Linked DNA regions of Mus musculus: regions 2, 3 and 4 are each linked to region 1. The links are chromatin contacts, called in public Hi-C and HiChIP or PLAC-seq maps. All regions are on one chromosome and are shown on one strand. Each heading gives the region's core, a stretch centred on a gene start, on an enhancer-like site or on the middle of the called end of the contact. The rest is flanking DNA. Distances are from core to core; before and after follow the strand shown.

What was found. A called contact is a pair of places that touch in the nucleus more often than the background predicts. HiChIP or PLAC-seq counts read pairs in DNA pulled down with a chosen protein or histone mark.
Region 2: a Hi-C map of bone marrow-derived macrophages shows a contact between it and region 1, with 28 read pairs. The contact joins two enhancer-like sites. A contact is called at or near these places in 3 of 39 promoter capture datasets (embryonic stem cells and frontonasal cranial neural crest), 3 of 484 Hi-C or Micro-C datasets (CD4 T cells, bone marrow-derived macrophages and nephron progenitors), 7 of 115 datasets of contacts at active chromatin or transcription factors (DN3 thymocytes, bone marrow-derived macrophages, embryonic stem cells and 4 more) and 1 of 9 other capture datasets (liver).
Region 3: a FOXA1 HiChIP or PLAC-seq map of pancreatic cancer cells shows a contact between it and region 1. The contact joins the promoter of Chd4 here to the enhancer-like site in region 1. A contact is called at or near these places in 1 of 39 promoter capture datasets (the SN4741 cell line), 1 of 484 Hi-C or Micro-C datasets (LSK cells), 1 of 115 datasets of contacts at active chromatin or transcription factors (pancreatic cancer cells) and 3 of 9 other capture datasets (adipose tissue, embryonic stem cells and pancreatic islet).
Region 4: a contact with region 1 is called in an H3K27ac HiChIP or PLAC-seq map of trophoblast stem cells, with 16 read pairs. The contact joins the promoter of Mrpl51 here to the enhancer-like site in region 1. A contact is called at or near these places in 3 of 39 promoter capture datasets (cranial neural crest, macrophages and neural stem cells), 5 of 115 datasets of contacts at active chromatin or transcription factors (bone marrow-derived macrophages, embryonic limb bud, embryonic stem cells and 2 more) and 4 of 9 other capture datasets (adipose tissue, liver, macrophages and 1 more).

What each region holds. Positions count from the first base shown.
Region 1 is chr6:125,327,289-125,334,473 of GRCm38.p6, forward strand. It overlaps Scnn1a (sodium channel, nonvoltage-gated 1 alpha), which reads left to right. Exons shown (of 12, transcript NM_011324.2): 2 at 3,623-3,896; 3 at 4,805-4,995. Among named protein-coding and RNA genes, the nearest start is that of Scnn1a, 9.5 kb to the left of the region's middle. Within about 2 kb of position 3,878, at least 231 of the 459 cell types and tissues checked have an H3K27ac peak or open chromatin away from gene starts, as enhancers often do. A contact at or near this core is called in the SN4741 cell line, adipose tissue, bone marrow-derived macrophages and 8 more, where this site is marked.
Region 2 is chr6:125,570,091-125,577,275 of GRCm38.p6, forward strand. It overlaps Vwf (Von Willebrand factor), which reads left to right. Exons shown (of 52, transcript NM_011708.4): 6 at 410-534. Among named protein-coding and RNA genes, the nearest start is that of Vwf, 21 kb to the left of the region's middle. Within about 2 kb of position 3,296, at least 343 of the 459 cell types and tissues checked have an H3K27ac peak or open chromatin away from gene starts, as enhancers often do. A contact at or near this core is called in bone marrow-derived macrophages, memory CD8 T cells, microglia and 2 more, where this site is marked.
Region 3 is chr6:125,091,231-125,098,415 of GRCm38.p6, forward strand. It overlaps Chd4 (chromodomain helicase DNA binding protein 4), which reads left to right and starts at 4,751. Exons shown (of 39, transcript NM_001346610.1): 1 at 4,751-5,030; 2 at 5,857-6,035. The coding sequence starts at 5,936. It overlaps Mir7045 (microRNA 7045), which reads left to right and starts at 5,794; the gene lies at 5,794-5,856.
Region 4 is chr6:125,189,411-125,196,595 of GRCm38.p6, forward strand. It overlaps Mrpl51 (mitochondrial ribosomal protein L51), which reads left to right and starts at 2,790. Exons shown (of 3, transcript NM_025595.3): 1 at 2,790-3,023; 2 at 3,106-3,216; 3 at 3,813-4,982. The coding sequence starts at 2,945. The coding sequence ends at 4,009. Ncapd2 (non-SMC condensin I complex, subunit D2) reads right to left here and starts at 2,176. Exons shown (of 32, transcript NM_146171.1): 1 at 2,088-2,176; 2 at 353-498. The coding sequence starts at 479. Mir3098 (microRNA 3098) reads left to right here and starts at 6,382; the gene lies at 6,382-6,468.

The sequences.
Region 1 (7,185 bases), core at 2,628-5,127:
AAGGGGTATTCCTGAATGCTGGCTGACAGTGCCCCAGAGGTCCCTGAGTGGATGTTGGGAGCCCATCATGTATATCAAGGATGGAGGAGTAGACACAGAGGGAAACATATGTATGTCAGTCCCAAACTTCTTAGGATTCCTGTATCCTGCTAGCCTGTCTCATACAGAGGAAAGTCAGAAGGGAGGCTTGCTTCAGAGAGAGGGAGCTGGTAGCCAATTTCAAACGGTCCTTAGCCTTAGCCAGGAGTAGTGGAAGAACAAAAACTAGGGAGTCCAACAAGCCTGACTTCAAAGCTATTCAAAGCTCAGTAGTTCCCAGGTGAGTAACTCTAGGGTAGTTGACTAGTGTAACTACCTCGCTATCCTGAGTTGTGGAATAAGACAGTAAGGCCTGATGGAGTTGGATTGGGGCCGGGAATCACCCATCTCCCACAGGTGGTTTGCCTGCCAGACAGACAGGGGTGAGGGCAGTGAGCGTGGCCGAGGAAGTAAGTCATGGCCACATGAGGTGGACCATCTTACTAGCATCCCATCCAAGGAGTCTTGATCCTTTGTTTACCTCCTGGTCTCAGGACAAGACCTGAGTGTTTGACGGTGCTTTGCTCAGTGATCCATTCTCTCAGCACGAGTGTCAGTCAAGGGCTCTGAATCCTGTTAGACAAAAGCAGAGAAGTGTCCTTGGGGTGAGAAAGATCCCTGCTTGGAACCTGACTTCTTCAGGGACCAAGGGTTGGGAAACCAGACAGATGAGAGTGTGTTCAGGCATGACATAGTCTCAGTGGGGAAGAGTGTGATGAAGGCAGAGAGGTAGCAATGTGGTGGTGAGGGGGAAAGGGAGATGACAGTAGAGACCGTGTCATAGAAATGATTCCAGCAGAGCTGGAATTCCAGCTGGGATCTGGATTCTTCCTGTATGACATTGAGAAAGTTGAAGTGACACTTTTCCGGGCATCCGGCTCCTGTCTGTGTCTTCCTGAGGCCTGACCATCTCTTTACTTAGTGTGCCCGAGCAGTGCCTAATTTCATCTTCCCAGAACTTTGTGTGGCGGGCTGACCTAGTGCTGTGTCCATTCTACAGAGGGGTAAGGTTTGGATGCCTTGCCTAGCATTACACAGCTGGGCACCAGAGTGCCCTTCCAGCAGGGGGCAGTGTCTATGAGCTCCTGGGACAGCCTAGGGGACACTGAAAGGTGGGAGCACATTGTGACTCATGTCCTGGCCACATTGTCTTGGGAAAGGGCATGACAATGGTATTAGCCCGGATTGTTCAGCAGGAGATGCAATGGATGTTCCTGGCTCCTCAGAAGGGCTCATACGAGCTGGCATGGCCACTCTTGGAATCATAAGTACCGCTCAGTCTCTCAGAAGCCCTTGGGACACACCCTGGATCTGAGTTCTGTTCTCTTCTGTGAGGGGATGAGGGGCCAGCTGGCTACAAAGAGGGAATGCCTAGGGTCCAGCCAGCTGGGTGAGGATCCTGTAGCTCTGAACTGGATGTTGGGACCGTGCATGAGATTTTAAATAACCTTGGGCTGCGGGTGTGGCTCAGTGGTGGCGGCTGGAGGAAGGGCCTAGCATTGTAAGGCCCCTGTGCTTGTGTCAGACCCCAGATGCACTGACCCCACATCTCTGGCAATAGCATGCTTCACTAGTGCTCAGAGTTTGATTTGTAGGCCTGATTGGCCTGGAACTCACAGAGACCCTCATGCCTCTGCCACCCAAGTGCTGAGATTAAAGGCGTGTGCCACCACACCTGACTCTTGAATTTTTCTTTAAGTGACATTTAATAGTTAAGATATTGGGCATTTTTAGCCAATCCCTTGTGTGAGTGTGTGTGTGTGTGTGTGTGTGTGTGTGTGTGTGTGTGTGTGTTATTTTTTGAGACCAGGTCTCACTATATAGCCCTAGCTGATCTGGAAATTGCTGTGTATATCAGGCTGGCCTAAAACTCACAGAGATCTGCCTGCTTCTGCCTCCCCAATGCTGGGCATAGAAAATATTTTTAAATTATTATTATTAATGTACGTATGTTTTTGCACCAAGTTCATGCTGCGCCCATGGAGGCCTAAAGAGGTTAAATCCTGGGGCTGAAGAGATGGCGCAGTGGTTAAGAGTACTGACTGCTCTTCCAGAGGTCCTGAGTTCAATTCCCAGCACCCACATGGTGGCTCACAACCATCTGTATTGTGATCCAATGTCCTCTTCTGATGTGTCTGAAGACAGCAATAATGTATTCATATAAAATAAATAAATAAATTTTTAAAAAAAGAAAGAAAGAAAGGAAGAGAGACAATGAATTTCCCAGAACTGATGTTATAGACAGCTGTACCTTATAGGTGCTGAGAATTGAACTCAGGTCATCTGGAAGAGCAGCCATTGCACTTAGCTTCTGAGACATCCCTCCAATCCCACTTTATAGTAAATATTAAACTCAGGTAGTATAAGCCCCCTCCCCCAGCTTTTTTCTTTTCCACAACTGTTTTGGGCACCGTAGGTTCTTTGCAAAGAGGTGTTGTGGAGGCATGTACCTGTAAGCTCAGCTGCTGGTGAGGCTAAGGCAGGAAGGTTTCAAGTTTGAGGTCAGCCTGAGCTTCACAGAAACTCTTTGCGTTCCATAGACACCTCAGAAGCACCTGTCACTTCCTTTAAGGATGTTTGCTGAATTCGGGATCCGGATTTTATGTGATCTGAAAATCAAGTTGGGAGACATGAGATAGGAGCTGTTGTATGATTTCGTATGTTTTGGCCTCCGGCAGGGTTCCAGTGTGCTCTGCGGAATAAGAAATCTTGCCTATATTAAATTTAGGAGTAGATCTGATAAATATAAGGTTTACTCTTGATTATATGTACATAATCTGTGTGTGTGAGCCACATGTGTGAGTGTGGCTGGAAGCCAGGGGTGGGAGTCAGATTTCCCTGGAATGGAGTTAGGGGGTTGTGAGTGCTCTGATGTGGGCGCTGAGCAATGAACCTGGGTCCTCGGAAGAGCATCACATGTTCTCAATGGCATGCCCTCTCTCCAGCCTCAGTGTGGTGTTAATGAAAATATTTTCCATTTGTTGCTAGTATCTAGAAATGCAGCTAATATTTGTGTGTCGGATTTGCATCTTGCAGCCTGGTTTTAATTTATCATCTCGGCTTTGTGTTTCTTAGACCGTAATTCTAAGGATGTCCATCGTGCAGATGGTAATACAGCCAGTATTGAGAATGAAAACTATAGGGATTTATATGGAATCGTGTTTGGGTGGGTCCCTTCCAAATCTCATTAAAATGTAGCCTCTGAAGAAGGGGCAAAGGTAGGAACTTCATCTGGTATTTTCAGAGCAGTGCAGGGACATTCTGAAAGTGCAGTCACTGAGAAGATTTGAAGGCACAGGAAGCAGGACATTCCCAAAGGCCACCCTCCCCAAAGGAGATCGGGCAGGGCGACCTGAGCTAAGAGAACAGACTCTTTTTGACCTGTTCAAATACAACTACACTCTACACTACCCAGCTGATAGCCCTGGAGCTCTCACAGGGATCACTGATTCCCTCGGTGTTTATGGAGAACACCGTGGCCCTTCGAGGCCAGGGATTTGGTAGACCGCCCCTGGACCGACCTCCTCCTCATCGGCTTTTTCAGATACACTGAAATTAAAGAGGATCTGGAAGAGCTGGACCGCATCACGGAACAGACGCTTTTTGACCTGTACAAATACAACTCTTCCTACACTCGCCAGGCTGGGGGCCGCCGCCGCAGCACCCGCGACCTCCGGGGTGCTCTCCCACACCCCCTGCAGCGCCTGCGCACACCACCTCCGCCCAATCCCGCCCGCTCGGCGCGCAGCGCGTCCTCCAGTGTACGCGACAACAATCCCCAAGTGGACAGGAAGGACTGGAAAATCGGCTTCCAACTGGTAAGCCCCGCCCCTCGGTCCAGGACCCGCCTACGAGCTTGCTCGGTCCCATGGACCGCCTACTCCTTCAAACTGAAAGGCCTGATGGACTTTCCAGCGGGTAACACCAATACGTGAATAAATGAATGAATGAATGAATGAATGAATGAATGAATGAATGAATGAATGAATGAGTGAATGAGTGAATGAGTGAATGAATGAATGTTAGCAGAGGATAAATGTCGAGAAGTGAAATCTGTTGCAGAAAATATACGTTTCTGAATTCTAGTCCCTACTGATGGGACTCAATTGAGACCCTCCTGTGAAGAACTGAAGTTCTTCAAGTCTGTAACAGAAGGCAAGTAAATGAGACACTTAGACAGTAAAATGAGATGCATGTGTGTGTGTGTGCATGTCTCTGTGTGTATGTGTGTAACCCAGGTCCTTGTCCGTGCTTGGCAGGGTCTCTTCTGTTGAGCTACATCCCTGCACCCTAATAAACATGTAGACTAAAAAGGATGGGTAGGAGGAAATGGGACAGAGGCTCATCTAGTGAAGGAGAGAGGGAGGCCCCGGAGAGATGGGCTGTACCACCAGCACACGGAAGTTCTAGGATCACCTCTGTTGTGGGAACGAAAGTCTGATCCCAGAAGCTTTCTTGCACCAGTGAAAGGGGAGAATTCTTGCTTCTTCCTACCTGGTTGCATAAGTAATTACAGTGAGGAGGCACTGCCTACCATTACCTCAATCCCAGGGTCCTCTGGCCACCTCTCCTAGGGGCTTCTAGGGAAGTGTTTCTCCCCTTCTGTTCTACCCACACCCTGTTCCCTGTACCTACATGCCCATCAGCCCTCAGAACACCTCAGCTCTCAGTCCTTGACCTTGGTGCACTGTCTCTGACATGCACTGACACTCCTGTCTCTGTGCAGTGCAACCAGAACAAATCAGACTGCTTCTACCAGACATACTCATCCGGGGTGGATGCCGTGAGAGAATGGTACCGCTTCCATTACATCAACATTCTGTCCAGACTGCCCGACACCTCGCCTGCTCTAGAGGAAGAAGCCCTGGGCAGCTTCATCTTTACCTGTCGTTTCAACCAGGCCCCCTGCAATCAGGCGTGAGTAGGCCCCCTTGCTGGCTCCGTTGTTCCTCAGAATCTCCTATCCTGGGTCCTCCTGAGGGCTCAGGAAGTTCTCTGTGGTTAGGCGAGGAAATGATCCAAGGCAGGTGCCCAAGTCTGTGCCCAGCATGTCACCTGTAGACGGGCGTGTGGTAAGATCCATGGACGGCAGGTCCCAACCAGAGTTCCCATGACTGTTCCGTCCCTTTGTCCCTTCATGGTCTGGTGACGCTTCCATTTCACATCGTTTTGCAGAGCCTTTTCTTTGTAAAATGGACACAAATCCAAACACAAGAGAGAAGGTTTATTCAGTAAATATTTCTGATTGTGTGGACCATGTGCCAGACTCTGTTGTAGGCATCTGGGATGTATTACAGGAAAAAAAATATGTTCAATCCTTGCCTGATTGGCATTTTTACTAAAGTGATGAAGACCACGATGCTAATACCCACCTTAAGAGTCATGTCACATGTATAAGATGACAAATGTGAGGTTACTTTATACACTCTAGGGTATGGTGGGGGTCAGTCGTCGTCTTGTACCCAAACAGGTGAAGGAAGAGACACTCCCAGAGGCTCAGGCCGGCCTAAGGATTCTCCACAGCCCACTGTCCCTCAGGGATAATTTCTGTTAGGGCCCCTGTCATAGCATCTATCTAAAGAGGTCACGGCCACCAGCTCAGGCCCTCTAAGCGCTGATACAAGAGGGAAGTGAGGGACTTCCTTCTCCCTTCTGTAGCCTCTGGCTGCATATTCCTGCTTTCTCCTCCACCTCTGCTCCCGGGTTTTCAAGGGCCACCTTCTTGCTTCTGGCTGGCACTGAGGCGGTGTCTCTACAGGGGACCCTTCCCTCCAGTGCCACCCGAGAGTGGCAGCAGGACCAGGTGTCACCTGCTTCTCTGGCTTTTCACTCTGTGTGCTCACATGCCCATCCCATGGCTTGGTCCTGTTCTTTGTTTGTTTGGGGATAAACAGTCGCAGCTGGGAAGCGAGGCAGCTAAGCCTAGGCCAGCAGTACCTGTCCTGTTGCCAAGCCTCCCTGTTATCTCCCACCTTTGTCCACTCCAAGCCCTTGCCTCCCTTGCCCCCAAGTCCACTGTTTATCTTAGTCTTGGCATGCAGGTCCGGTCCTCAGTTTGTCATCTCCTTTCCCACGAGGCCTGTTGGGACAACTCTGTAAACTATCTAACTTTCTGCCCCCAAGTTTTCCCTTCATTCTTCACAGAAGTCTTTGTCTATTTCTGTTGCTATAGCAGAATACTACAGACTGGTTGGTTTATGAAAAAAAAAAAAAAAGAAGAAGAAGAAGAAGCTCATTCTTATAGTACTAGGGGTTAAAAAGCCTGAGAGCCTGGTGCGGGAACCTGGTGACGCTCCCATGCGTAACAAAGCAGAAAGGGGAAGGGAAAGTGAGTCTGGGAAAGAGGGTCAGGAAGGGCGGGCCGACCCAGCAAACGTCCATGTGTTCATAGCTAACCCTCTCAGGACTCCGTGGATGCGCTCATGAGGATTCACTCCATGGTCCTGTCTCTTCTTGTTGGATCCCATCTCCAACATATTGGGAAGTAATTTTCCAACCCAAGAATTGAGAGGCACATTTGAAACGTAGCAGGGAGCGTACGTTTGTGATATTAACTATTCCAGTCAGTCCTGTTCAAAATCCTCCAAAGTAGGAACTGGAGAGACTCCGCAGGCTCAGACTAAGAGCGCTGGCTGCTCTTGCAGAGGACCCAGGTTCCGTTCCTAGCACCCATAATTCGGCTCACAATTGTCCCTAACTCCAGATCCACGGGACCTGATACCCTTTTCTGGCCTCCAGAGGTGCCAGGCATGCTCGTGGAACACAGATGTGCAAGTGGGCAGAGCACTCACACGCATACAATCAATATATTAAAATCCTCTGCAGTCTCCTGTGGCTTGCTGAGTCTAACTACACTTCCTTAGCATGGCCTCCTGGACCCTCCCCTTCATGGCCTCCTGGACCCTCCCCCCTCCCTTTGAGGTCTCCTGGACCCTCCCCTTCATGGCCTCCTGGACCCTCTTCCCTCCCTTCGTGGTCTCCTGGACCCTCCCCTTCTCCTTCCTCTTCTCTTTTGGATTTCTTTCTCCTTTTGTTTTTTTGTTCTGAAGATCAAAGCCAGAGCCCACAACATGCAAGCAAGCTCTCCATTGCTGAGCTCTGTCCTCA
Region 2 (7,185 bases), core at 2,046-4,545, 240 kb after region 1:
TCACTCCCCATGGACCAAGCTTTCAAACATATGAGTCTATGGGGGCCATACCTACTCAAACTACCACAGTGCCCCATGGCCAACTGCTCTCTGTACTTTGACCAGCTGTGGCTATGATCTCTGCTGCACAAAGAAGCTTCTTTGGTGACATCCTCATCATCTTTCATGTCACCTCCTTTATTGTAACTGTCCCTGTCTCCATCCATGGCTAGTCAAATCACTTGCTGAGCTCCACTGTCCATGCACTGTGGTGTCATGCTGAGCACTGTACAAAATGCCCATGGTCCAAATGCCTGAGTTCTAATCTAGAAGGAGTTTGAGTCAGGTGATAACTGGCCAATAGCATTCATGCGGAGGTCTTGGTACAGGCTTAACTGAAGCATCATTTCTTGGAAACCTTTCTCTGCAGGGACCTTGACCTCAGACCCCTATGATTTTGCCAACTCCTGGGCCCTGAGCAGTGAGGAACAGCGGTGTAAACGGGCATCTCCTCCCAGCAGGAACTGCGAGAGCTCTTCTGGGGACATGCATCAGGTGGGTACTGTCTGGCCTGGATGTGGTCTGCATGGTTTGTGACTCCTAGAATTAAGGCAAGGGACTTGGTATCGTGGTTTCTTCCTCTCTTCAGGGGTTGGGTGAGAAATGGGTCTCTCTGGCTGTTCAATATGAGATGCTTATGAGTCTTTTTTCAGATTGAAAACTTATTTCAGCTAGAATTTTGTCTAGTTCTAATATTTTCCTTGGCCTTGTGCTTTCTTTAAAACTGGGTAGGTATAGCTAGTATCTCCGATACTTTGTGAGGCAATAGCAAATAGCATGGTGCTGGACAACGGAGATTATTAGAGTTCTGGAAGCTGGTGTGATGGTTCTGCTATCTGGTATAGGTACTCCTACCTTATAGTCCACTTATATTGTATACAAGACAGGAATAGGCAGAAGAAGGGCTGCCTGTATCATTCTACTTACCAACGGGATGCTCACATCACTCTAGTTACAGAAGGATCACCACATCACTGTATGTGTGGAAGGATGGCCAGCATCCCTCTGCCTGCAAAAGGGTTGTCCATATCACTCTACCTGTAGACCTTCCCTTCTTCAGGAGCTAGATATCACAAGATTCTAAAGGTTCCTTTTAGTTCTTAAATTCTTTATCGTGTATGTGGTTGTTATGGCTAGGAGGTCTCAAAAATATTCAGTGTGCATGGGCCATATACTTTAGGTGGTGATAGCTAGGGATTATAATGATCTCAATAATGACAACCCAGAATTCTTTGCTGGGAGAAGCCCAATTCACCTAACTCTGCCCATAATTAGACCAACCCACTTCTCCTATCTCAGAAACAACAGTAGACACTAACATGGCAGCTTAGCACGAGAAAGCTCCATTAATAGCTGGTTACTCATCTAAGGAATCTTTGTTATTTTCACAAAACACCTTGAATCAGAGGAACACTTTGAATCCAGGAGCATGTCAGACTCAGGGGAATATCCTGGGAGGATGCTAAATGTAGCGGCCTCAACTCTTTTTTTTTTTTTTCCATTTTTTATTAGGTATTTAACTCATTTACATTTCCAATGCTATACCAAAAGTCCCCCATATCCACCCACCCCCACTCCCCTGCCCACCCACTCCCCCTTTTTGGCCCTGGTATTCCCCTGTACTGGGGCATATAAAGTTTGCAAGTCCAATGGGCCTCTCTTTCCAGTGATGGCCGACTAGGCCATCTTTTGATATATATGCAGCTAGAGTCAAGAGCTCCGGGGTACTGGTTAGTTCATAATGTTGTTCCACCTATAGGGTTGCAGATCCCTTTAGCTCCTTGGCTACTTTCTCTAGCTCCTCCATTGGGAGCCCTATGATCCATCCATTAGCTGACTGTGAGCATCCACTTCTGTGTTTGCTGGGCCCCGGCATAGTCTCACAAGAGACAGCTACATCTGCGTCCTTTCAATAAAATCTTGCTAGTGTATGCAATGGTGTCAGCGTTTGGATGCTGATTATGGGGTGGATCCCTGGCTATGGCAGTCTCTACATGGTCCATCCTTTCATCTCAGCTCCAAACTCCGTCTCTGTAACTCCTTCCATGGGTGTTTTGTTCCCAAATCTAAGGAGGGGCATAGTGTCCACACTTCAGTCTTCATTCTCCTTGAGTTTCATGTGTTTAGCAAATTATATCTTATATCTTGGGTATCCTAGGTTTGGGGCTAATATCCACTTATCAGTGAACACATACGGCCTCAACTCTTAAGCACACAACTTCCAACTTGTAAACAAAAGACATCCCAAAAGCCATTTTTTTGCCCTTGTGCTTCCAGTGACTCAGCGGCGCAAGGCCCGCTGGGTAGTTGCCTGGCACGTGGCCACGGTTGCTAACAAGGGCAGACTTAAGCTCCAGACTGAGCGCCAAGAGGCCCGTGCTTTGTGCAGAAGGGGGATTTCCTCTTTCCCAGGGCTTGAGATAGCTGACATTTGTCCTTTTAAAGACAAACCGTTGAGATTCTCTCCCCCATAGTTGGGTGCGCTGGTCAGTTTTTTTTCAGCTTGACACAAACTAGAGTCACCTAGAAAAGGGAACCTCAGATGAGGAATTGCCTCCGTCACATCAGCCTGTGGGTTTGGAAAATGAGATGTCCAGAGCACATCCAAATAGGCAAGTGAGACAGGCATGCCCTTCCTCTAGAGATGCTTGACCAACAGACAGATTTCAAAAGAAATCCATCCAAGGTACTGTGCACGAGAGACTTTTCTCACTTCCCCCTTTGGGTTTCTAAATTAGAGTTCTGTGTTTGGTTGGTGGCATTCCCTCTCCCTCCCTTCAAGGCGAGGCTGAGAGCAACAGGTCCCGCCGAGCATATTTTGTTTTGTTTGGCTTTGCAAACACAGGCTGCAAACAGCAAGGGCTTGGCAGATGCTGCCCACCCTCAGAGTATCAAGGAACAAACCCTTTGATGTGGCGTTAGTGGGAGGTACAGACAGACTTTTTCTGGAGAGAACCTGATACTGAGGGTGAGTTGAGGAGGGAAAGACTGGGTGCTTTGTTCAAGGAAGACAAAGCACGGATGCAGCTTTGCTAAGTCTGCGGGGACACATTTTAAGGCTCCAGCTGTATGTCCCTACTCACTTTGTCTCCCGGGTGCTTTAACCAGCATCCTGGGAACAGCTGAAGAACGTGGTTCTTGGTTCGGGACTGAGGCTCCAAACACACCTCCCTGAGGCACGAACTCCTTCAAGTCCAGCACTCACAGTTCAGAGTTTCAGTTTGTTTACCTAGAGAACTGTATTCTGCCCTTAGCCAATCAGATCGTGTTTGCTCACAGCCGGGATCCCTCATTGGCTGGGATGCGCAGTGACTCATCTCCTGGGAGGTGATTAATGTGGCCTCTTGTAAGTTTTTGCTCCCGCTGGGCCCCACGCTTAGATATTGGGTCTGCTAACTGGGAGTCTTTTAGCAGCGGGGTTTTGGATTCAGGAGCCAGTTGGAATGGTTGAGCGTTCTCAGGGAGGCTGCACTAGTGTACAACTGCTTTGGTTAGCTGTCAGAACCAGTCACCTCTCTTTTCTCCTGATTTTTGTAGCTCTTTCAGGGAGCCTGGTCATAATTCTTATACCTTGGGGAGGAACGTTTGCCTGTTGTACCAACAGACCCACAGCCTCTCTCTGCTGGGACCGATAATGGCTTGTTGGATCTCATCGTTTGCAGTTTTAGTTTTGTTTTTGTTTTCCAGCTGAGCCTGGAGCCCAAGCCATAAATGTCCAGATTAAGTGATGCTCATCTGCTCACAGCTACCACACAACACATGCTTTTTAGAGAGATCCTTAGCCTTTCTCTTTTTGTAAAATGAAGTCTGGGGAGCATGGGGGAAGGGCTGAACTTCACAAAGGGATAGTAGCTTTGGTCCTGTGTCCTGCCTGTAATTTGAAGCCGAAAGCCCCATAGGGTTGCTGTTAGCCCACAGAGTGGTCATTCTAGCTATGGAAAAAGACACTCCTTTCCCAAGGCAATCTCCTGTCACTGATGGAAACCTACCACAGTGAACACAACCACTGCACGTCCCACGATATACAGATCTGCGGGTGATGCTAAGGCCCACTATGTAAGTGTCAGCCACTTGGCACATCACCGTTGGTCATAGTGTAGCCTGTCACCGCACTTGGTGACTTTGGACTAGCCTGGGAGTCACCGAAGCCATTATCACCACTCTCAGGTCACATTCCCCAGTGTGACAAGATTGGCTCCTGCCTTTGCTACTGCTGTCAAGAGCATGAGGACACGTCCATGCTTGGCACCAAGAGATCTCTCCCTGTAATTCCTAAGAGTTTGTCTTCACGATGACCAACTGCCAAGTTACTGGGAATCCCAAGTGTTCAGTTACTGGGAATCCCAAGTGTGGTTGCTGCTAATTTTTACTTGAGCCACAGCAGGGGAGTAATCCAGTGGTAGCAGCATCGTCAGATGAGTCAGGATTGGGAGAAATGGATTTTCATCAACGTTAGGAATCCCAGGCTCACAAACACTGAAGCACTGGATGAGATTCTCAAAGTTACCTCTACATCCCCCTACCCCCTGCGGGAAGGTGCTCTGTGAACAACAGCCAGATGGGCTGGATGTGTTCTGATCTTGGCTTTAAGAGTCAAGGCCTTAGAATAGGCTTGCTAGGCTCTTTCTGGCCTTCATGCACAGCTCAGCTCTAGCTGGCTCCTCAGCTTCCTGAGAGAGCACACTCCATTAGTTTATGCTCCTTTGAAGTTAGAGCTCTGTGTGTCTATCCATGTCCCTGAATACTGGAGTCTAGGACCCCTCTGGGCCAGTTGCTCTGGGCTGGTGTGTGAGCCCTGATTCCATAGTCGGTCAGTCTCCTCCACAGCAGCTGGAGACTTTCCACTTTCCTTTCACCTGTGAATTTGGTGTTTATTATGGGAGCATGTGACATTTTTCTGTGCTGTCTTTGTCTCACCTTTCACCACCTTCCATCCTGTAGAACGTTCTCTCTCTCCTCCGGGACAAAGTGCGGCTCACCGGAGACATCTCTTGTCCTTGGGAAATCACCTGTCCTATGGGCTAATATTTGCTAAAACCATTGTTGACTTTCAGTGACCATAGCACATCTCTTCAATAGCCCAGAGAAGCACACAAAGTATCCATCCTGTTGGGGACAGAGCAGTTTGCTCTTCATGTCCTGATTACACAATTGTTTATTTGCATGGGCGGACCTGTCACTTCTTGCTCTATCTAGATGGGGAGCCGGCAGGTGTGCGTGGGAGGGTAATTTCATCAAGTAGTTTGGTCTGCAGTAGGCTCTTGGCAGTTGGAACAGCCATTCATCTGCCTGCCTGGGATTCAAAGTTGTTGAATTTTTATTTATTTTTTTACTTTTATTTGACATGTATGGGTGTTATGCGTGCATGTATGTTGTTATGCTATGTGCATGCCTGGTGCCTAAGGAGGCCAGCAGGGTTGTCATATCCCTCTGGAACTTGAGTCACAGATGGTTGTGAGCCATCATGTGGGTGCTGAATGGGGAAATTAGATCTGGGTCCTTTGGAAGAGCAGCCAGTGCTCTTAACTACTGAGCCATCTCTCCAGTTCCAATTCAGAACGAGTTGTAAGACTTTGGCCCATGGAATCCAGCAAACTCAAGGATACAAGTCTACACTTAGTGGCTGAGTGACAGCACCATGAGTTGGGTTTATAGACAGGGTACCCGCTCCCCAAGCCTTATTGTTAAGGTTTGGACACAAGCATCTACATACATTTCCCTTTGGCAACACGAGCTACTTCTCAAGTCTTTCCCGACTCACCAAAAGGCTAAGTAAGGAATGAGGACTTATACAAGGAATGTCTAGGACCAGGAAGTAGTCTTGGGTTCACCCCCTTCTTATCCTCACCTGGGTTCTTTTCCTGCGTTGCCTCTCAGTGTCCCCCTCCTTCGGGCTCTCCTTTACTGAACACTCAAATAAGAAAACCCTTTCCTTTACATTCAATATGTTGTCCACTTAAGAGCAGCTCCAGAGAAGAGCTAAGTGGCCATGGTGATGGTGACAGCCATGGAGGTGGCCTATGGTGGTCCTGCTTTATTTGCTATGAGGTTTCAAAGATTTCCTTTGGGTGGGCTGGCATTTTGCCTTTTGGGCAAACCCTTAGGAGGGCTGGATAAAGTCCTAGCATCAATTTCTCCCTATTACAGCAAACCCCAGGGTCTGTAACAAAATGCAGTTATCCTGTATCCATGGCTCCATTGTAGGAAAATCTTACCTGTTCTGAACGCACTGTTTTTTTCCTTATCATTCCTTAAACAATGTGTGGTGACAACTATTTCCCTACACTTATACCATAGCTAGTAGTATAAGTAATTTAGACGGTGTTTAAAGCATTTTGAAGATGTGTGGGGTTCCAATGGGGGACCCAGCATTCATAGATTCTGATATGAGAGGAGGGTCCTAGAAGCAGTTCTCCATGGCTACTGAAGGATGGGTGTTTCTCAGATGTTTCCTTTCCTTTGCCCTCTTCCAGGGAGGATAAGAGTAGGCAAAGAATGGAATAGGTCCCATCAGAACACACTGAGATGTTTTGTATGGGTCAGGCACTGCTGAAACTGTGTAAGGCTTACAAGGTAGAGATCTGAGGACCGGGCACACAAGAGAACTTAACCCATCATGAAGGAGAACAGCAGTGCCTGGGGGTCAGTAGGTGACAAATTGCTTGATGGGTGGTAAGTGACAGGCAGCTCAGGTGATTGATTGCTGTCACAGAGCTGGTGATTTTTCTTGCTGTGAGCAGGATATGTAGACCGGTCCATGCTGGGCTGTTTATTCAAGAGCTTGGGTAAGTTCTGAACTGCACCTCAGGGAATAATACTGTGGGCAAAAGTCCCCAGAGGGAAGCCACACCTCCCAATGCCCTTCTGCAAGGCTGATGGGGTGATTAGGACCTCAGTGATCATGGAGGGCTTGGAATGGTTTAGTTCCAGAGCCCGATTCCACTTTATCTTGGGTTATCTTTGGCTCTCTAAATAGCCATCTCTTGTCCACTTCTTACATCCTTGTGGTTGACAGATAGACCCTTTTGGAATGTATTCACTTAGCAGATCACCAGGTTCCACCAACCAAAAGGCTAAGCAGAGTCTGCTCTAACCCGCCCACACGATGTTTCCACCAATGGCTTTGCATAGTGCCTTAATGTATGC
Region 3 (7,185 bases), core at 3,501-6,000, 240 kb before region 1:
CGCCGTGGGTGTGGCTGATGAAGAATCCTAGGCAAGAGGCTGTGGCTGACTACTTGTAAACTGCCCCTGGTTTATATTCACTGGTCGCTGTGATAATGTGGTATGTATATACATGAGAGAGGAAAGCTGGAGCAGTTGGAGATATTTAAACACCAGGATTTGAGACCCAGAGACATGCTACATCCAGGAGAACAGGGATCGAAGAGGATCTAATAGGTACCCAGCAGCACTGTGTAAGAAGAAACAGCTAGCCACATCCTAGCTGGGTGTTGGTGGTGCATGCCTTTAACCTTAGCACTCAGCAGGCAGAGACAAAGGCAGATCCCTGTGAGTTCCGGGACAGCCAGAATTACACAGAGAAACCCTCTTTCGGAAAAACAAAAAGAACAAAAACCAACCAACCAACCAAACAAACAAACAAACAAACAAACGGGCCACATCCTCTCCCACCCACCGTGAAGCACCAACTCACGAGGGGGGGGGGTGAACTTGGAAGAAGGTCTGGACACACAAATGACACTGGATCTTGATGTCAAGAAAGCTGGACTGAGGGAGACTAAGCTTGTGGGGTGTAGGGAATAGCCAGTACACCACAGTAACCCCCCCAGAGGGCGGTCCAGAGGGGCCAGCTATGTTTTGGGGGAAAAAAAAAAAAGAAAAGCCGGGCGGTGGTGGCGCATGCCTTTAATCCCAGCACTTTGGAGGCAGAGGCAGGCGGATCTCTGAGTTCAAGGCCAGCCTGGTCTACAGAGTGAGTTCCAGGACAGCCATGGCTACCCATAGAAACCCTGTCTTGAAAAAAACCACCCCCCCCCCAAAAAAAAAAAAAAAAGAAAACATGAACTTCAAAGATGAGTGCTCCTGGGAAGAACTAATGTGGCTTTGCTTGTTTTGAGACAAGATCTCTCGGTTTCTCCCCAGCTGGCCTAGAATTTACTGCGTCGATCAGGCTGGCCTCAAACTCAAAGATCCACCTGCCTCATCTCTTCAGTATGGGGTTAAAGGTGTCTACTACCTCCTGCCCTGTTAGACCTAAGGGTTAAGACTCTAGTTTTAAGGTGAGAAAGTGCTTAAATATGGAATGCTCACGGTTATACACATAGGGTTTGGTGGGAAGATCTGTCTAGTTTCCCTGGTGATCTATTTGGGAGCAAGGAGACTGTCATTTTTCAGGGTAAAGTCCTGCCTACATGAAAGTCCAGAACTCACTAAATTCAGTCCTTTGAATTTCACAGGACAGTGTTATCTGTTGGGTCCCTGTCTCTAGGGAAGGTGAGGTGAGGTGCAGGAGAGAGAGCGTGAAGGTCTTCCTGTTCGCTTTCGGATCCGGAAGGCCTCTTCCTGTAAAGAAGTTCCGGTTCCTTTTCAAGCTCTCCAACTTCCACAGCTCTTTGGCCTTCCTGAAACAGACAAGACTAGAGCAGAGGGAGACCCCTCTGGGTTAAGAGAAAGAGGCCTAGAGGCAGTGGGGGTGGGATATTGGCTTTTCACTTGCAGCCTTATTTTCTGGAACCAGGAAGAGGGAAAAGTGAGAGATTCTTAGGAGGTTTAAGATTGCTGTTTATTTTTGTCTTGTTTGGGACAAGAGCTTACTCTGTGGACCAGGACTGGAGTTCAATTCCTGGCATCCACATCAGGCAGCTTCTAACTGCCTATAACTGCGCTCTAGGTGATCTGATAATACCCTTCTCTCTCTCTCTCTCTCTCTCTCTCTCTCTCTCTCTCTCTCGCACGCACGCACACACACACACACGCACGCACACACAGAGTAATAATTAAAAATTTAAAAGGGGGGGGGGCAGCCGGGCGTGGTGGAGCACACCTTTAATCCCAGCACTCGGGAGGCAGAGGCAGGCGGATTTCTGAGTTCGAGGCCAGCCTGGTCTACATAGTGAGTTCCAGGACAGCCAGGGCTACACAGAAAAACCCTGTCTCGAAAAACCAAAAGAAAAAAACATAAAAACGGGGGGGGGGGGGGGGGAGGGGAGAGGCGGGCTGGCGAGATGGCTCAGCGGGTAAGAGTGCTGATAGCTCTTCTGAAGGTCCTAAGTTCAAATCCCAGCAACCACATGGTGGCTCACAACCACCCATAATGAGATCTGATGCCCTCTTCTGATGTGTCTGAAGTCAGCTACTTACATATAATAATAAATCTTTAAAAAACAAAACAAAACAAAAAATTTAAAAGAGAGAACCTATCCAGAAAAAAAAAGCAAAAAAAAAAAAAAAAAAAAAAAAAGCCAATAAGCGAAAAGAATAAGCGCAGCAGTTGTGGTCCAGGATGTGTTTAAAGGGACACACGGCAACAATACGGATTTTAAGCATCAGGACCACTGACTGGATGATTGCTGCTTACCAGTCAAAATCCTTTAGCACATAGGGAGTAGCTAGGGGATGATTTGAAGGCTTGCATCACCAGGCCCTGCAGGAAGTTATCTTGACCAGCCTTCTCTTGTAAACTCCTCCAGATCAGCAGTTCTCAACCTGTAGGTCATGGTCCCTTTGACCATGGGAAAACACAGATATTTACATTACGATTCATCACAATAGCAAGATTACAGTTAGGAAGTAGCAACGAAAATAACTTTATGGTCGGGGGTCACTATAACACGAGGAGCTGTATTAAAGGATCGCAGCAGTAGGAAGGGTAAGAACCATTGGTCTAGATGGCCCACCTACCTCGACCTCTACTGGGGATGTGACCTCCTGAGAACAGTTTAGATTTGCTCAGTTCTTTATGACAGGACATTGGGGAACAGTGGTCAGTGGTCTTTCTCTCTCTCTCTTTCTCTCTTTCGTTTTTCTAGTATGGAATAGTTTATTTAGGGCATGGGGAGGGGAGTTGAGGAGGGAGGAGAGTGAGAGAGAGAGAGAGAGAAGTAGAGGACTGGAGAGAGGCTGGCCATCATGAACATGGAGAGCAGGTGATGATGGGGATAGGAGGGAAGGGACAGCAGGAAGAGAGTTAGAGAGCAAGAATTACTAGATATTTTTATATTGTATCATGCATGGTCTCTTTGGTTGTTTAATGTTTCTTCATTATACATTTAATATTTATTCATGGGTGCCCCATTAGCCCAGTTGGTTAGAGCACGGTGCTGGTAATAAATAAATAAATTATAATTATCCGAGACTTGTTTTTACTGTAGCCTAGGCTGACCTTGAATTCACTGAGTAGCAGAGAATGGCCTTGATCCCTTGATCATCTCGTGTGTTCTCTGAGTGCTGAGGTTATTGGCATGTGATAATGTTCCCAGCTGTGACTGTTTCTTGAAGGAAGGCACCTGTGTGTTGGTATCCTCGTTCTCGGTCGGTAAGTAGCTAGCTCTTTACCTTGTTAGTACTCTGTCAAGGGTATGTCGAATGAACTTTAGTGATGGTGAGTACAGAGCAAGGCATGGTAGAGGACTCTCAGTCCATGGTGGTGATAGGCTATCTGTCCACGGAGGCTGCCTGGACTTGAAGGTGGCAGTGTAGAGGACTTCTGGAATGTTGAGAAATAGTTTTGGGATGGGGGTTTGTAATTGTTATGGGATGTTCTGGGTGAGTTAAAGTTTTTCATCATGAAGTTTTATGCAAGTGTTTCATCTAGTCAGCATATTATTTGTTTGAGTTTACACAAACATTCAAAGCTGGAGGGAGGTAAGTATCTAGAACATACCTGGATTTGGTGGGGTTTGTTGGGGCTCGAGGTTGGCTCTTGGTTCCTGAGTGTCTGCAAATGATGAGCTAGGAAGTCTGGGGGTCCTGAACTTTGAGAGCCCAGAATGCTCCTATTGCCCAGGAAGGGACTAAAGTGTGTGCTAGTGGGGACAGGGCAGTTAGCAGTTTGCCACACCCTCTCTGCTCTAGTTGGAAGAGCCTGACAACTTCTAGAGGTGGGGGAGGTTGTGACAATTAGGGGATGTCTGGCCAGACCTGTGTGCGGTGATGGAGTGTAGCAGAAGTATTATGGGATGTGGCACTGGGTTGTGTTGGGACAATTATGGTATCGTGGGCTTTTTGAAATTATGGGATGGGAGAGTAGATAGAGTAAATGATAGGACATTTTCCCAGTGTTAGTGGAGGAGATTTAGATGTCCATTTGTGGGGTGACAGCAGAGCTGCTGATCATTAGTGAGTATCTCTTTGCTAGGAGGAATGGTAATTTATGGACCATGGAGCTAGAAAGAGACTGGGAAGGCTGTGGGTGGTAAAGTGAGCATCTAGAATCTCAACCCTAGTGCAGGGACTGAGGGCAGCTCTGGGGGGGTTGGATATTATGGGATATCAGTATAGAAAGTGGGAGACTGATTATTACGGGATCCGTGTGGGAGGAGGCCCAGTGTCCGTTGTTGTAGTATGGGGTGGGTGAGTTTCTGACAATCATGGGATGTCAAACTGGGGGTGGTTATTATGGGATGTCGGTGGGGGATGGGTTGAATATTATGGGATATGAGGCTGAAGTGCTGGGAGGGGTGCTTATTATGGGATGGCCAAGGGGAGGGAGGGGTAATGAGTTATTATGGGATGTTAGCAGTAAGGCCAAGAGTGAAGAAGTTGGCAAAGAGTGGTTATTATGGGTTATCTAAGGGAGGGGGAGCAGGTTTTAGTTTGTAAAAGATCTGCACTATATGTCTGTAGCCCCGGGCACATATATGCATAGAGTGTGGGGGGCGGGGTGTGTGTATGTGGGGTGTCCGTGTGTATTATGGGATGGCCAGGAGGTGGGCGGTTGCCCAGGTGACGCGCGCGCGCGCTCGACGGGGGCGTGGCCAATGGTTGCCTGAGCGACGAGGGGGCGGGGGTTGCCCGGGAGACCTAAAGAGGAGGGTGGCGGTAGTGGAGGGGGGGGTTGGAGTTGGTTGAGGTTATTATGGGCTGTCCGTGGGGGGCGGGGCCTGTGCGGTGGGATTTCCCGGCCGGTGTTTCGGGCCCTTTAAGAGGCGACGCCGGAGCCGGAGCCATTTTCCCCCCTTCGGCCGCGGCGAGGAGGAGCTGGAGCGGGAGTGACACCGGCGAGACCCAGCGCGACCTGAGGCGGCTCTAGGGTGAGGAGCGCGCGAGGCAACGGGAGAGACATCTCTCTCAGCCCGACGTCGTCCCGGGGGTCATTCCTTCACCTGTCCCTTCTTCAGGCGTCCCGGGGCCCGCGGGCCGTCCCCTCTCCAGGGAGCCGACCCTTCTTCCCCGGAGGCGGCCGGGTTACCTCCAGACGGCGCCCTGCCCTGAGGGAGTCCTGCTCCCCGCCCCCCCCCCCTCCTGGGCTCGGCCTCCCACAATGCCGGGCGAGCGCCTGCCCGCCCGCCCCTCGCCCTTTGCTCGCTAGCCCCCCGGGACACGTGGCCCGGCCCCCTTCCCGGTGGGTGCTCGCTTTCCTCCGGCGTCCCGACTCTTCGGGACCCCGGAGCGCCCGAGCCTCCACGCCCCCTGGTCCCCGCCGTTCCGGAAGAGAACCTGAGTTGTCCCAGAGGACAGCCTTTGGAGAGCTGCCCTGTCTGGGGACTGGCCCCTCCCCGGGCGCAGAGGAGCGCCCCCCCACTCCCAAGTGACCTTGTGTCCCCGAGCACCGGCCGCCTCCCCTGACCCTCTCCGCGCCTCCCCACTCGAACCCCACTCCCCAGGCACTCCTGGCTCAGGCCAGGCTAGCTTCTTCCTTCCCCTCCATGCACCAGCCTGCCCTCGGGGGCGTCATTCCCTCTTCTTGGGGGCTCCTGCTGGGGAGCCGGCTCACGGGCTGTCCCCGAGGAGTGTGGAACTAAGTTCAGCCTGAGTGGTTCGGGTGCTTGGCTAGGGTGGTAGGGCAGGGGGGCGGAAAGAGCGGGTGGGGGAGGGGGACTGCGCGTCACTCACTGTTCTCCCCCCTCCCCCGCACAGTGACTCGGGCCAGTGCAGAGGGCCCCAGGCCGCAGGCAGGAGCAGCTGGGCCAATTCCCTGGCCGGGGAACGGAAGGGGATGGCGTCGGGCCTGGGCTCCCCGTCCCCCTGCTCAGCGGGCAGTGAGGAGGAGGATATGGACGCACTTCTGAACAACAGCCTGCCCCCACCCCATCCAGGTAACATCTTCCCGGAGGGCCCAGGGCAGGAAGATGTTTGATCTTTCCTCGAGACTCCAGTGAGGCTGCGTTCGCGCGCTGCTTGTCCCTGTGCAGAACCCAGGGTGGAGGGCATCCGAAGGGAGTGGTTCTTTTCTGCGGAGCTCTTGTGTGCTGGGGGGTGCTGGGGGAGGTGGAAGCCATGTGCCTCTTGGGCACCACGGACCCAGATGCAAGCTGGCTTCACTCAAGGCTGTCTGGAATGCTCCGCAGTCCCCGGTTGAGGGAGCTCTCTGGGTTAGCTTTACCTCGTGCAGGTTCTTGGAGGAATGCAGGTGGTTCCGACTCTGGTGGTGACATGGTGGGGTGCGGTGGGGATTTCTGTTGCGGGAGCCCTGCCAGGCATCTGGGATCCCGCGGTTGTTCCCTGGAGAAGAAAGCGAGAGTGTTGGTTGCTTTCTGTCCCGATCTCTTACGGGTTCTCTGTGCTGTTTCAAGAGTGTAAAGTTTGAATCTCACTCTTTATCAGATCTGTAGAACTTTGTTAGTCAGATTGTTGGGATTTTTTTGAGTGGAGAAGGATGGAGGGCTAGGAGAGGCAGCATGCAGTAGCCTAGTGAGGGCAGAGGGAGGGAATTGGCCCTTGGTGTGGACATAATCTTGGATCTTTACTAGGGGCTTCCGCCACTCTGAGGTAGCTTGGGGTCTGGTCTGGATTGGTGGCGTGAGGTGTTTGTGTGGGTGTGTTAGGGTTTGCACTGTGTTTTGGGGTTGCTCCCTGGACTGGCTAAACCCGTATTATTATAACCATCTTGCCTGAGTGCCTGCCCTCAAGTGATGGCTGATGTCATGCTTGGAAGTGGATGTCTTTCTCTTGTCTCCTTATTTAGAGCCCCCTTAGTTAAGGCACCTATTGGCTTGACTCCCCCACATTCATTGCAAGGTCGGTATCTTCTCTGCGTCCACGTAGTTTCCTACACCGTGGAGCCCGGCTGTCCTGGTTACTACCCTGTGAAGCCTGGCTGTCCTGTTTTTTGTTCCTTACGGCATGGCTCTCACTTCTGCCTTTTCCTGAGCCCCAACTGGAGGGTGAGATATCCAGAAGAAATCATTTTCAAATTTGTCATTTAAGAGAGCCATTATTCTTGCTGCTGAGTCCTAGGCTGCTGAG
Region 4 (7,185 bases), core at 1,540-4,039, 140 kb before region 1:
CGGAGCCGGGCAGTGGTGGCGCACACCTTTAATCCCAGCACTTGGGAGGCAGAGGCAGGCGGATTTCTGAGTTCGAGGCCAGCCTGGTCTACAGAGTGAGTTCCAGGCCAGCCAGGGCTACACAGAGAAACCCTGTCTCGAAAAAAAAACAAAAACCACCTTTTTCTCAAAAATGGCCCAGGACATTTTATGCCATGAATTCCATGTGGTGATACAAATAAACCAACCAACCAACCAACTATGGGACAACAAACAACTAAAGGCAGGGACTAGGAAAGACCTCCCTGGCCCAGATGGAGTGTCCCGGGGCTGTAGAACAGAAAGGATAACATCATTGCATGGAGTCTCTCACCTCTAAGCTGGGATGAGAGGTGCTTGACGGGCAGCACCTCCCGGACAACGTACTGATTCACACCTCCACTTTTCAGCAGCTCCTCTGGAGATAAGGGCAAGTGGAATTCAAAGTTGTGGGGAGACATCTTTCTCCCCCTGGTTCACCTAGAAACCAAACAGCAAAAAAAAAAAAGGCATGGTGTAAATCTACCAGTGTGTCATCTTTTGATTATGTGACAAGAACATTTCTACTGAGTCTACCCCAGGTTCAGTTCAATATAAATAAAATATATATTTTTTCAAATGTTTTTCAGTCTTATAACAGCTATATGAATCGTCTTATAAAATATAAGATCAGAGCCGCACAAAGTAACACATGCTTATATCTATGTCCCAAGTCCACGGGAATCAGTAGGATGGAGTTCAAGGCTAGTCTCGGCTACGTGGTGTGGGCTGCAAGAGATCTTGTCATAAAACACCCTCCCCTGCAAACCCTCACCCTCAATATAAAAGCAACTCTAGAGGAGAATAATTTTTTCCTTTAAGTTTTATTGCATTCTGATGAGAAAAGATACATAATTTCAATTTACCTGAATTTGTTACATATTTTGAGTAAATAGACTTACATCACATTCTTCTTTCCCTTTTGTACCCCAACTCCTCCCAGAGAGTCCCCCCTTTCAAAACCTGCAATACCTTTTGTTTTTTATCATATTCTTTAAAATTTATAAAATAAGCTGGGCGTGGTAGCACACGCCTTTAATCCCAGCACTCGGGAGGCAGAGGCAGTTCCAGGACAGCCAGGGCTATACAGAGAAACCCTAACTCAAAAAAAAACAAAACAAACAAACAAAAATATATATACATATAATATTGTAACAATAACAATGAGTATTATAAAAGTTGTGTGATATAACACAACAATCAATTGAACAGTCTTATGCAGATGTTTGTCTACAGCAATACTGAAAATACATATGTTTTTCTCGGTATAAATTTTAAATAACTCCAAATATATTAACTGTATGATATTTTAAAATAATATATCACTATTAGTTTTTTAAAAATCAACACAAATAGATCAAGTGAGCATAATTCTTATTATTCTGACACTAAGTCATTGAGTCTCATGGTCTCTGTAAAATGGTGTTGCTCTGGGGATCAAAAGAATCAAGGGATAAAAACTAGTCAATAGCCAGGGGTGGTGGAACATGTGTATAAAGGCAACATTAGAAGGCTGAGGCAGGAGGACTGCTGAGTTTGATGTCAGCCAGGACTGCAGTGAGGCTGCAAGGAGTACATCTCAACAACAACAACAACAACAACAACAACAACACAACAACACAAGACAATACTAATGAACTATTAAGTGACAATCAGTGTATACATACAGACTTATTGCTTCCATTTTAAAGTGAAAAAAATCCTTAAGAAATATTTTACTGAGCATTGGGGTTCCAGCCCAATCAATGGAATGGAAGGACATTAACTTCTACTTATCCTGTGCCTGATTTCAGTCTCATGGGGTGCAGAACGAAACAACCAAATTTACACATTGGGTAGTAAGGCTATGCGATTTTGCCCACACCACACATTCAGATTCTGATCTGTCAGACACACAGCCATACTGGATCTCAAGGGCATCCCTACCAGACCGTCGCTCCCGACCGCACTCCGGCAAAGGCTGCGTCACGTCCTGGACCTGCTTTTTCTCAACCTTTCCCTTCCCAACCTTTCGCACTGCCACATCTCACCTGGACCCCGCGACACCCCTCACCCGCCGCTTCTTCAACCGGAGAGCCCCCTGCTGAAAAGGAAGGAAGAAAACAATAGGGCAGGATACGCGCCAAACAACGAGATGGTTTTCAAGCTAGCGGAGGAACCGGCCAATCCGCGGCAGGCTGAGACGGAGACCCGCCTCAGCGCCAGGCGTCGCGCTCGCGGAGCCCGCAATTCCCTGTTCAAACCTCAACGGCTGCCAGGAGGCCAATCGCGACAGAGGCTGGAGAAGCCAACCAATCACAGCCCCGGGGGCGGGGCAAGCGGGCGAGGGGCGTGGCCCCGAGTCTGCGCTTTCCCGGCATCTCTACCGTAGTCGGCTAAGCATGGTCACCCGTTGTCTCTCCGCGGGCCGCCTAAAGCAGTCCAGCTTTTAACCATGTGGCGCCCGGCCCTGTACACTCCGGGAATATACTGCCCCAGCAAAACTCAGCTTGCCGTAGCGCCAGGCTCCCGTCCTCCACTTCCCTCACAGTTGAGGACGCGCAAGGGACAGGAGAGAGCTTATTTTAACGGAATTTCGGTTTGGGGGCGTCCTTTCCTGCGACAACAAACACCGCAGCGGTTCCATTCTTCCAGGGGCTAAACCGGAAGTATTTGACTGGACGCGCCTCACAGGCCGGAACTTGGAGGGCGGGGCTTGTGGCTGTGCGAGCCACCTTGGGATGACTCCCTAAGCTACCTGGGTAAGGCCCAAAATGGCTCCTCTTACTGTCACTACCGTGTGAGTCCCGCCTGGGACTGTAATCTGTGTCTTGGCTTTGGAATTCACACCCGCTCCCCATTTTTCCGGCTGGTTTGCTGCCCCTACTGAGGCGGACAGGCTAGAGTAATGGCAGGGAGTGTCCCTTGGGCGGCAAGTAGGAGACTGTGGGGCTGGGTGCCCTCGGCATGCCGAAGCTTCTCTCTGGGTAAGTGGCTTAAGTGTAGTAGGACGGCCGGCTAACGGCTTGTCACTGGGCAGTGCTGATTCATGCTTCTGTCCTTCCCTAGGCGTCCCACGGTTGGCCTTCGTAAGGCTCACTCTTCCACCTCCCAAAGTGGTTGATCGCTGGAACGAGAAGAGGGCTCTGTTTGGCGTCTACGACAACATTGGAATCCTGGGTAGGACGCGATTCCTGGTTTCTGAAGGATTAGTATGCTCTCTTGACTCTTTCGGTTTTATTTGTGGAGAGAATAGTAATGTGCCCGGGGCAAGCCTGGGGGCACAAACCTGTTACACGGGAGATGAAGCCAGGCAAGACCAGTCTGAGATGCGGAGAATAGTGAGGAGTGCGGGACTCAGTCTCACTAACACAGTAGTGGGCAGGTCTGAGGGCCAAAGCGAGTAAATGGGAGTGTCAGTATTTGAACCCAGACATTTCTGGCTGCAAAGTCTTTACTCCTTTCTTTCTTTCTTCTTTTTTAAATAAGATTTTTGTGTTTTCTGAATGTGTACCGTGTACTGCTCAAGCAATGCCTGCAGGTTCAGGGTGACTTCCTAGAACTTCCCTTTCAGGCAGTCGTGAACCTTCAGTTGAGAGTGCTGGGGAATCCTTTGGAAGAGCAAGTGTTACAAAGACTCTGTCCCTTGTACTAGACTGGTGTGTGCCTTGTCTGTCAGTAGTTCTGATCAGGGAGATGAAACTGTGTTGAAGGCCTAGTTGGGCTAGGCTGACTTCTCTTCTCTTGAAACTAGTATATATTCTGTCACGTTACAGGGAATTTCGAGAAGCACCCAAAAGAACTGATCAAGGGCCCAGTATGGCTTCGAGGCTGGAGAGGAAATGAATTGCAGCGTTGTGTCCGAAAGAAGAAATTTGTGGGAAACAGGATGTTCATTGAGGACCTGCATAACCTTAACAAACGGATCAGCTATCTCTACAAACACTTTAACCGACATGGGAAGTACAGATAGGACGGGAAATGTGTCACCCTGGAGAAGGGGAACAGGACTTATCCCAGCAAGGAGAGAGCTTTGTGTGCTCGATGTAATAAAAAAATGGGGCTCCTTTGGAATCTGATATGCCCAGTGCTACATTTACTCATGCACTCTGACGTCTGCCTCGTTCCTAAGTCACATGATCTTTTGTTACTATTACTTACAGCCCAGTTATGCTTGTGGCCTTTATAACAATCATTTATTGCTGGCACTTTCTGACACTGGCACCTCGTGTAAGTTTTTAAAGAATTTATTTTTATTTATTTTATCTTATTTTTTTGTAATCTTGGAGCTGAAACCCAGGGACTTGCTCATTCTAGGGAACTCTGCCACTAGCCGCCCAGGCCCTTGGAAGTGTAGCTGCTATTTCTAAAGACTCTGCCACCCCAAAATGAACTAGGAAAGTGAAATTACACTTTGTACTGCTCTTATCAGTTATAAGTTAGGGAACTTGTCTGAGTACCACAGCATTTCCCATCCTCTTGAATAGGGCAGTTTTGTGGAGGCTGACCTTGAGTCATGCCCAGTTTTATGAAGTGTTAAAGATCACACCCAGTATTACCCCTGTGTGTGCTACCCTGTTTGCTTTTTTTTTTTTTTTAGGGGAAAAAAATGTCATTTAAGAAAGATATTTTAGGGCTGGTGAGATGGCACTGACTGCTCTTCTGAAGGTCCTGAGTTCAAATCCCAGCAGCCACATGGTGGCTCACAACCACCCATAATGAGATCTGACGCCCTCTTCTGGTGCATCTGAAGTCAGTCACAGTGTACTTATTTTTAATAATAAAAAAGTCTTTGATCATTGGACCAGAGCAAGTGGAGTTGACCAGAGAGAGCAAGGTCAACTGAGGCAGCAGAGGTCCTAAATTCAATTCCCAACAACCACATGAAGCCTCACAACCATCTGTACAGCTACAGTGTACTCACATACATTAAATAAATCTTTTTTTAAAAAGAAAGATATTTTAATACAGGTTTGAGCATCAGGGCTATGAGAGAGGTGTTCAGAGGTAAAACACTTGAGAGCATGAGTGTGGGCTTCCCTGAGAGACTCTTCTATATGGCATAGTGCTGGCGTCTTGGATATACCAAGTACTTTATAGTGAGCTATAGACCCTCTGCTGCACTTTGCTTTTGTTAGTATATATTACAAAAATAATAGGTTTTGCTATGACATTCTTCATTTACTTCTTTTGGTTTTTTGAGATAGGGTTTTCTCTATGTAGCCTTGGCTATCCTGGAACTCAGTATGTAGACCAGGCTAGCCTTGAACTCATGGAGATAATACCTTAGTGTTGGATCTAAGGCTTAAGCCACCACATTTTCCACAGGTTTTTGAATTTATGTTTCAATTGAAATCAATTCAGTGAGAAGTCTGGAGATGACAGAAAGGTAATCCAGGGAATTTTTCTTGCATTTTTTTTTTTTTTTTAAACAGTCTTGGGGCTGGAGAGATGATTCCAGCCATCTCCCAGGGATGCTCTTGCAGGTTGCCCAGGTTAATTCCCAGCTCACACATGGTGACTCAAGGCTGACTATACTTCCAGTTTCTGGGCTTCCCATGGAGACAGGCATGCACATGTGCACAGGCATAGCTGCATGTATTATTGCATGTAAAACATGAAATAATAATAATAAGCCGGGCGGTGGTGGTGCACACCTTTAATCCCAGCACTCAGGAGGCAGAAGCAGGTGGATTTCTGAGTTCGGCTATACAGAGAAATCCTGTCTCGAAAAAACAAAACAAACATAAAAACAAAAACAAACAAACAAACACCAAAAACCTATAGTCTCTCAAAGTCAGGCTCAGGCTGGCCTGGAACTCTTATAGCTCAAACTGGGACCCATCCTCCTGCCTCTACCTCCAGAGTGACAAGATTATATGTGTGAGTCCTTGTATCCAGCTTCAAACTACTGTTTAATCCTCATATTTAGTGGCCATGTCCAAGGCTATATAATACCTACTTCTTTTTATAAAAAAGTATTGCCGGGCGGTGGTGACGCACGCCTTTAAAACCAGCACTTGGGAGACAGAGGCAGGAGGATTTCTGAGTTTGAGGCCAGCCTGGTCTACAGAGTGAGTTCCAGGACAGCCAGAGCTACACAGAGAAACCCTGTCTTGAAAAAAACAAAACAAAACAAAAAAGTATTACAGAGACACACAGGCAAACAAAGCAGAGCTTGGGGATTCTCTTGGAAGAGTGGGGGGAGGGACTGTAGGAGCCAGAGGGGTCAAGGACATCACAAGAAAACCCACAGAATCAACTAACCTGAGCCCTTAGGAGCTCACAGAAACTGAACTGCCCACCAGGGAGCTTGCATGGGACTGAGCTAGGCCCTCCACACATTGTGGTTGGGAGGAGTCCTAACAGCAGGAGTAGGAGCTCTGATTATCCCCTGCTTCTGCTGCCTGCCTTTAGGACCCTTTCCCCACAACCGGCTGCCTTGCCCAGCCCTAATAGAAGAGGTGCCTTGTCTTACTGTACTTGATATGCCATGGCTGGTTGATAGCCACTGAGGCCTGACCTGGGGAGAACAGGGGAGTGGGGATCTGGGTGTGGGGAGGAAAAGTGGCAGGGAGAGACTATGGAGGGAGGGAAGCTGTGGTTGAGAGGGAAGCTGTGGTTGGGATGTAGAATAAAATTTAAAAATGTTAAAAGTATTGCAAATCCAAGAAAATGAATTGCTTGTAGACTCAAGTGAGCTCTGAAGGTAGAAAAATTAGGGTGGTTATCCTATTTGATTTAAATCTAAGTTCTGTGTCAATGATCTTTTATGACGTAACAGTCCATTCTTAAACTCAATGACTAAAACAACTTCAAATCATTTTCTCTGGGTTTTCTTCTTCAGATGGTTAATCTAGTTTGCTGTCACGAGGCCATATTCAGCAGTGGGCTAACACGCCTGAGACATCTTCACTCACATCTACTTAGTCAATTGGTAGTTTGGGTTGTTTTTGTTTTTTTGAGAACCAAATCAGGGCCACTGCAAGAACAGCAAGTGCTTGTAACCTCTGAGCCATCTCTCCACAGCCCCAGCTAAGTTCTTTTGGCACAAGGTCTTATTATTCAGCCTCTCTTGGGCTTGGTTGCTTAGAGACTTGATCCCAAAGGACAAAATTTAAATAACAAGGGTTGATAAAACGAGGCTAA